Linked DNA regions of Xenopus tropicalis: region 2 is linked to region 1. Evidence: chromatin contacts called from public Hi-C data. All regions are on one chromosome and are shown on one strand. The core of a region is the stretch at or near the end of the contact, and the rest is flanking DNA. Distances in the headings are between cores, read along the strand shown.

What was found. A called contact is a pair of places that touch in the nucleus more often than the background predicts.
Region 2: a contact with region 1 is called in a Hi-C map of gastrula embryo, with 2.2 times the contacts expected there. The contact joins the promoter of gpi here to the promoter of uba2 in region 1. A contact is called at or near these places in 2 of 5 Hi-C or Micro-C datasets (gastrula embryo and liver).

Annotation. Positions count from the first base shown.
Region 1 is chr4:67,383,116-67,387,138 of UCB_Xtro_10.0, forward strand. uba2 (ubiquitin like modifier activating enzyme 2) reads left to right here and starts at 2,006. Exons shown (of 17, transcript NM_001017091.2): 1 at 2,006-2,145. The coding sequence starts at 2,008.
Region 2 is chr4:67,586,838-67,590,860 of UCB_Xtro_10.0, forward strand. gpi (glucose-6-phosphate isomerase) reads right to left here and starts at 1,821. Exons shown (of 18, transcript NM_001011010.1): 1 at 1,612-1,821. The coding sequence starts at 1,730.

The DNA.
Region 1 (4,023 bases), core at 756-3,255:
CCCCCATAGGCTTATATCACGTAATGTGTTTTGTCTGCTAGTCACCTTGTGCTGGTCGCTATCAGGCTGATCTGATCATCCGGCCCAAGGACCAACTGATAGGATCATAAAAGGCAGCAATGCAGGCAGTCGGCAGAGGACCGCATCAATGTGCCAAGGTGTTCCCCATCCCAAGGGATTTTTAAACCTGTCCAATAGATATATGGACAATTTCTGGTACTGTAATAGTAAAAAATAAAGACAAACACTCCTTTTAATATCAATTATATTTAAAACCATTCAAATATTTAATTTATATTAGACAGTTGATTAGAATTACATTTAATTTCAATATGCAAATAACGGTTTTGGGGTAGATATTCCATTTAACACTAGATGGGGGTATGATAATGCAACACACTGCAAAATGCTTGTATCTGCTATCTGTAAATAAGCATGTATGTACCAGGACAGGGATCCCCAACCTTTTTTACTTGTGAGCCACACTCAGATGTAGAAAGTGTAGGTGAGCCTCACAAGCATTAAACAAATGTTCTTTGGGGGTGTCAAATAAAGGCTGTGATTGGCTATTTGGTAGCTTCATGTCGACTGCTGGCCTGCAGGAGGCTCTGTTTGGAATTAAACTGGGTCTATGTGCTTCCAAAACTTTCCTCCAAGCCAGAGATGGGGAAAAATGGGCACCTACTTTGAGGCCACTTGGAGCAACATCAAAAAGAGCGGTGAGCAACATGCTGCTCACAAGCCAATGGTTAGGGATAAATGTGCCAGGGAAAGGAATGTTAGCAGTGAGATGCCACATCTGGCTAAATAAATATTACTTCATTAGTCATTTTTATTTTACCTTTCACTTTGCATGCCTATATAGCACACTCTTACACATCACTTATAACTGACTAGTACAAGTAGCAATGTCAGCAGCTGTCAAACTATATGCTAGCTGGCATAAAGCTATCACTGTAAATCCTGCATCTTGTATAAAATCATTACACACTCATATTAAACTATACTGTGTGACCAAAAAAGTTCAGTTTTGATGAGAGACTTCTGGGAAATGATTTCCATAGCATAGAAGTGATGCATAACTCTCCACTCTGCCAAACTGGGAGTAGATCTTTGCTATTAATAGAGAGATAATGAGATAAATAGGGAGCATCATTTTTTTGGCTCTACAAAATATATTTGCAAAGCCAATTTAACCACAGCATGTGGCATGGATTCCATTTGGGGCAGGCATTATTGTGCCTGCCCTGCTGGTAGAAGGGATATTAATAACAAAGAAGAAAGAAAAGATAGAGATATCGTGACACAGTATTATATCCACAAAGATCGACAACCATAATCTTGTCTCAAGCCTTGTTTGACATACAGTTAATGGCTATACCTATCAGTATAGAAGCTGTTATTTAAGTGCCAGGGATACCAAAACATGAACATTTATGGATATTTATTTAGTATATTCAAATAAAATATTTTCTATTAGACATGTTTTCCTATATATGTATAAAGAGAGAATTTACTTTTACTCATTTTTCACGAGTTCCATATTTTACTTTATTAAAAAAAAATCAGACTGTATATATTTGAACATATAAATTGAATATATTTGTTTGTGAAGCAAACATCCAGTTTTTATATGTTAAAGGACATTTGCAAAGATTAATTAGCAGCAAACCGCTATATGGACACCTCTGATGATTTTATGTCTATTTTTAGTAAATGACTTTGTAATTATTTCCCAGACCAGAGTTGAAGTCGTGCAACTGTGAGACTTTACCAGTAGGTATGTACAGAAATGCTGCTTTAAACTCGGACACTAGAGGTCCCCCTTTGAATGCAGACAGCAAGCATTAATCGGCGCTGCTGTATCACCATTAGGTGTCGCTGCAGACAACGCACTCCGTCAGCACATTGTACTGGTTCCGCTCTTTCCATTCTCCCAGTCTCGTTGTTCACCGAGGCCGCAATACTCTGCTTTCCCTCCCGTATCTCCGAGACAGCAGTGGAGCCATGGCTATGATCGGGGCTTTGCCCAAAGAACTGGCAGAAGCTGTGTCGACTAGCCGGCTGCTCGTCGTAGGGGCTGGAGGCATCGGCTGCGAGTTACTGAAAAACTTGGTGTTGACCGGCTTTATCAACCTGGATGTGGTGCGGAAAATAATGGGGACTGCAAATGGGGATCGGGAGGGCGGGGAGAAAAAGCGCCGGGCCTGCTGCGTATAAATACATAGACGCGAGGTTTAGGCTGTGCGTTACCGGTAGCTCTAGGCTTTGTTATACTGGCAGCTATAGTTCTATTGTTTCATTTCCCCGCCAAATAACTGCATCCTATCCATTGCCCCTCCCCTAGCAACCCATATCCCGGGCCGCGCTGCTGGCCCTACACCTCACTAGCACTTACTCGGAAAGGATAAGTCTCAGGGCTTCCCTATCGTTACAGCTGCCTCAGGCTGGAGCAGTCTCATATACAGAGGCCATGGAGATAGTTAGGGCTTGCACAGAGCCATAGCACTTTCACTCATGTTTTATAAATACACATGGCTTGTACTCACTTGCACAACTGTCAGCACCTTGACAGGAGGGCAACAAAATGCTGGGAATTGCCCCACTTGTATTGGTGCAAAAAGAAAAAATCGGTTGTGCTATCCAAAATAGAGTCTATAATAAAGTTAACTTGGAGTGCTTATTCCTAAAAGCCCTGGCTCCCGGCTATAAACATATTAAGTGCAAAATACAAAAAAGAAAGTCACTCACAATTCAGAAGGTGCAAAAAAAACTGCCTCCATGCAGGTTTATTGGAGCAATCGGTGAGAAGGATACCGACGTTTCGGAACCTCTCGTTCCCTTTTTCATTGTAGCATTCCCTTTTTTTGCACCTGCTGAATCCTGAGTGACTTTTAATGTTTGTATTGGTATTGGCCTGACAGCATTTTTCTTCCACCTGCTGAGCTGATGTTACCAGCTTTTGACTTTACTCATAAACTACCTATCGGTATAGAAGCTGTTATTTAAGTGCTAGGGATACCAAAACATGAACATTTATGGATATTTATTTGTTATATCCAAATAAAATATTTTCTATTAGACATGTTTTCCTATATATATGTATAAAGAGAGAATTTACTTTTACTCATTTTTCACGAGTTCCATATTTTACTTTATTAAAAAAAATCAGACTGTAAATATTTGAACATATATATTGAATATATTTGTTTGTGAAGCAAACATCCCGTTTTTATATGTTAAAGGACATGTCAACCTAGGGCTGGGCGATATACCGTTTAATACCGAATACCGGTGTTTTGTTTTGTTTTTTAAACTATATTCATTTTTCAGATACCGCAATACCGGGGTGTCAGGGTACTCACCTGTGCGGCCCGGTCTCGCGCGCGTCCCGTTGTCCGCAGGACGTTGCGCACGCGCGTCCAGGTGCGCGTGCGTCAAAGCGCATGTACATGTCAAAGCGTGCACGTCCGCGGCGCGCTGACGGCGCCGGTTCTGCACATGCATGGCGGGTATTTAAAGCTATCAAACGCCTCCTCCTGTGCTATGTTGTCTGCGGCCTTGCCTGGGAAACTAAGCCTGCCTGATTTACCTTACGACTTTCTATTGCCGATCCTTCGCTTGCCTGACTCTGATTTTCAATACTGCAGTAATTATTCTCTAATTTATTAGGAAATGGGGTTAACACCTAATCATGCATGGAAAAAAAAAATACCGTCAAATACCGTGACACCGATATAATTTTGAAAAATACCGTGATATAAATTTTTGGTCATACCGCCCAGCTCTATGTCAACCCAAAAAATAATGTTTTGCCTAATAAAAGAACATCATTCTAAGCAAGTTTTCAATATACTTTCATTACAAATTTGGTTTTTAAGTTATTTGTATATATAATTTCTATTGAACACAGCAGTGCTTTGGCTTTTGAAACAATGTAACACAAGTCAGCAGATTGACAGTTCTGTCTTGCTGAAGGAGACTGGCCTTTGCAACATTGTTTAAATAGTCATAACATGGAGT
Region 2 (4,023 bases), core at 571-3,070, 200 kb after region 1:
CATATTGGTGGCAAAACAACTTTATGGAGCTTATTAAATGTTTCAATGAAGACCAATACTGGTTCAACCAACCATATGGGAGCCGGTAAGAACTTATAAAGACCGGAAGTTGTTAAAATTCCTGACAGTGCTTTAAGATAGAAAGACTTTGCAGCAAATCAATTTTATATGAAGATTTACTATCAGCCATAAGAATAATAGAGTCAAAGTGTTATGTGAATGGAAATTTCATCTCTCATTTGTAGAGAATATATTTTGCAGTAGACAACTGGAAGATGGTGGGTATTAAAGGAACAGTACACCAAAAAATTCAAGTGTATAAAAGAAATTCCAATATAATGTACTGTTGCCCTGCACTGGTACAACTGGTGTGTTTGCCTCAGAAACACTACTATGGTTTATATACATAATGCAGCTGTGTAGCCATGGGGGCAGCCATTCAAAGGAGAAAAGGCACAGGCACTTAGCAGATAACAGATAAAACACTATTGTATTCTACAGGACTTATCCGTTATCTGCTATGTAACCTGTGCCTTTTCTCCTTTTTTCCAGCTTGAATGGCTGCCCCCGGGGCTACACCAGCTTATTATATAAACCATAGTAGAGTTACTGTAGCAAACACACAACTTTTACCAGTGCAGGGCAACAGTACATTATATTTCATTTACTTTAGAACTCTTTAATTTTTTGGTGTTACTGTTCCTTTAATTTAAAGTTAAGCAGAGTACTTTTTTTTTAATTCAGTTCCCCAAAACTCCAGAGGGACGACGCTAAGGTTAACCATTTACAATATTTTCATCCAGTTTATCTGGTATTGAGGATCATAATGATCTATTTATTTTTTTAATTGCTTTTATTTTGCTTTTTAAAACAAAACAAGGTAATGATCTATTTATTTAATTGTTGGTAAAGATCGCTCAATAACACGCACAGACTTTAGCAATTAATATATATAATGCTCTAATCACACATGCACATCATCCCATAGCCTATAGTAATTGTATTCTTTCCTTTAACCGGCATGTGACAGTCTAAGGCAATCTGTTAGCAAGTCCCAAAGCAGCAGTCCATCAATGTAAAGGCTTAAATAATCACCAACACTCCAGAAAAGAGTGGAAAAGAGAATCTACAGTAACCTGGCCAAGGTTACAGGAAACGGATCCAGGATATGTCATGAGCATCGATCGGCCACATCAGCCCACACAGTGCTGCAATGACTATTTATAGGGGAATCAAAGGGTTCCTAAATGTAAGCTGAAAGCTGCCCGGGGATGTGCAGCAGCGCACGTAGTAACCCACAAGGGTGAATGAAGGTCACAGTGACACAAGCCAGACACAGCCAGGCAGAGATGAGACTTAGAGAAGTGGCCAGTGACAGCTCCCAATATGGCTGGGTACCATATCACTATACGGCCCGCACCCTCCCCTGGTTAGAGCTCGGCTGCAAGCACCAAGCAAGGCATCACCCTGCCAATCTCTGTTCGGTTCCCTCATTCAGCTCCAGCACTAAACATGGCTGTCTGCAAGCAGGAAACACAGCACTGACTCACTGGATCTCCCTGGCCACACCGATGCCATGTTGAAGAGACGCTGCACCTTATAGTAATTTACCTGAATTTGCTGAACCTGCCCTTGTCAGCTTCAAACATCTGCCTCATGTTAAGGCCGGCATGGTGGGCTTCGTACCACTGACTCAGTTTCTGGTACACTGGGTCACAGCTGAGTGCCATTGCTGGGCTTATACAGGGTGCGAAGTTCAGCGCAGTACTAAACACGGTCAGAAGCTAAAAGAGAAGAACCAGCGGAATGAGAGCAGCAGCTCTTATACTGATCGCTCTGAGACAGCGGAAGGTGAGCTTCACGCCCATTCAGGGCTGCAACATGTGGTCTAACCCTGACCAATAGGATTCTTCAAGTGACAGCAGCCCTCTCCCCACTGTAAAACCCCGCCCTTAATTGGATGAGTCTGCACTCAGAGACAGCGGTAACCGAACGGAGAAATGTGGGAAATCGTGCATAGCAGTGCTAGAGTTCTCATTTATTCTCTATTGCTTTTTATTTTTTAGTGAAACAGGGCTTGTCAGATGATCATTTAAAGGGCCAGTAACATCAAAAAGTGAAAGTGTTTTATTTGATTTAAAAAGTTATAGGCATGTTTGCCCAGCTCCTGCAAATAAATTATGTTTGGGAAACAGTCTCATATGAGCAGGGTCGGACTGGGACACCTGTGTCCCTTCCGCCTCCCCCAACGTGGTGACCGTAAGTTTAATTTAGGTGCACTCAGAGAAGGGGGTCGGATGGGAGGGGGATTTTATGTTTTTTTTTATTAAAAACTTCACAAGAAAAGATTTAAGATTAACATAACTCAGACCAACATACCGGTCAATAATTTCAACTTACAACCAAAATTACCCCCCTACCCTAGTCCACTGGCGAAATGACCTGATGAAGAACCTGACAATTGGCCAGCGGGGGGGGTTGAGAGACTGCGGTGGGGGCCATTGGGAGGTGCAGGGGCCCCCGAGGCAGAAGCCCTGATGGGCCCTGCACCCCCCCAGTCCGAACCTGCATATGAGCAATGATTTTATGTTAACACGGGGCCATCAACCTAGAACATACAGACGTCCAGGGGGACAGAGGAGGGTAGCTCAATGCTGCCAAAGTGTGGTTGTGCCCTGCCCTGGCCCCTTTAGATGATACTGATGCAGATTACAGGGATGGAGCGGAACAGATGACAGTGTGTGCATAAAGTTCAAGGCACATGTGGGAGAATTAAAGCAGAGGATATACTAATGTGCAGATGGTAAAGCCAGCTTGCCTTTTGCACAATCATTTATTAGTCTTGGAAGTGGCTGCATGGCTGATAGAAAAGTACATTTCTGCTAGAATTCAGAAATTACAGGGTCTCAAGAGGGGTTGTTATCAATTAAGTATTCCTTTAGAATAAATACTTAACTAGCAGATCACTGATATGATAATAAGTGACCTATTAAAGAATGTTACCAAATTGACAAATTGATGGTCTGTGCTGGATGATACTGATACACATTATGGCCACCTATCTTTGGTGCATTTGGGCAGAATAGCAGGAAGTGGGAAGAACTATGGCTTTTCCTCTCTTTCTCATCAGCTGATGCACCATACCCTGGCTGACATGGTGCACTGGCAGGTGACATTTTTGAACCATCTTGACTGATAAATCAGCTAATATCCATGGTACACACCAACTGGTTGGGCTCATTGGGCCAGTGTACACATACTGAAAATTGTTCTTATATCATATTATATTGTAGCTTTAAAGCTGACTCATGCTGACTGGAGTTTGGACCAGAGGTGTGCCTAAAAAGGGACCAGTAAGGACCCAGACAGCACATATACATTTGAATCCCTCCCCATTCCTATCCCATGACACAGCCTACAAGTATGATGCGCAAGCAATACACACATGCTAAAACGAGAAATTATTTGTATAAAAACATATTTAAGAGGATTTTGACACATCTATTTTTGCAACCATCGCTATTCCATGATGAGGACCAGGTAATTTGGCAATGGTACTTTTTTTCAAAATGGAGCACCGAAGGTCTGTATGCTACTCAATATTCTCTTTAGGAGGGTACAGCTTCTGTATTTCCAGAAATGCTCCGTAGTATCCCAGGATATTGGGTCTTTGAAATGTTATAGCCAGAACTGAAAATAACCAGAAATAAAATAAAGCGTTAAACAAATTTAGGGTAAAATATTTACACACAGACCAATTTTGGCACCCACAGTGATTGTACCTTTCCTCCTCTTTAAACTGTAACTGAAAGGTAGAGAACAACTGGTGGCCACAAAGTAGGAGAGAAAGGGCTACACCTGGCCCCCAAAGCATTAATTTAGCTTGCCTGGCCAAGAGGAAACATTTTTTTGGACTGGATTTTGTTTAACATCCCTGTCATACTTAATTAGAAGTGTCTTGTACTTGTGTGCCAAGAATCTGCATGAGAGTGTTGTAACGCGCCATAATTTCAAAAAAGGAAA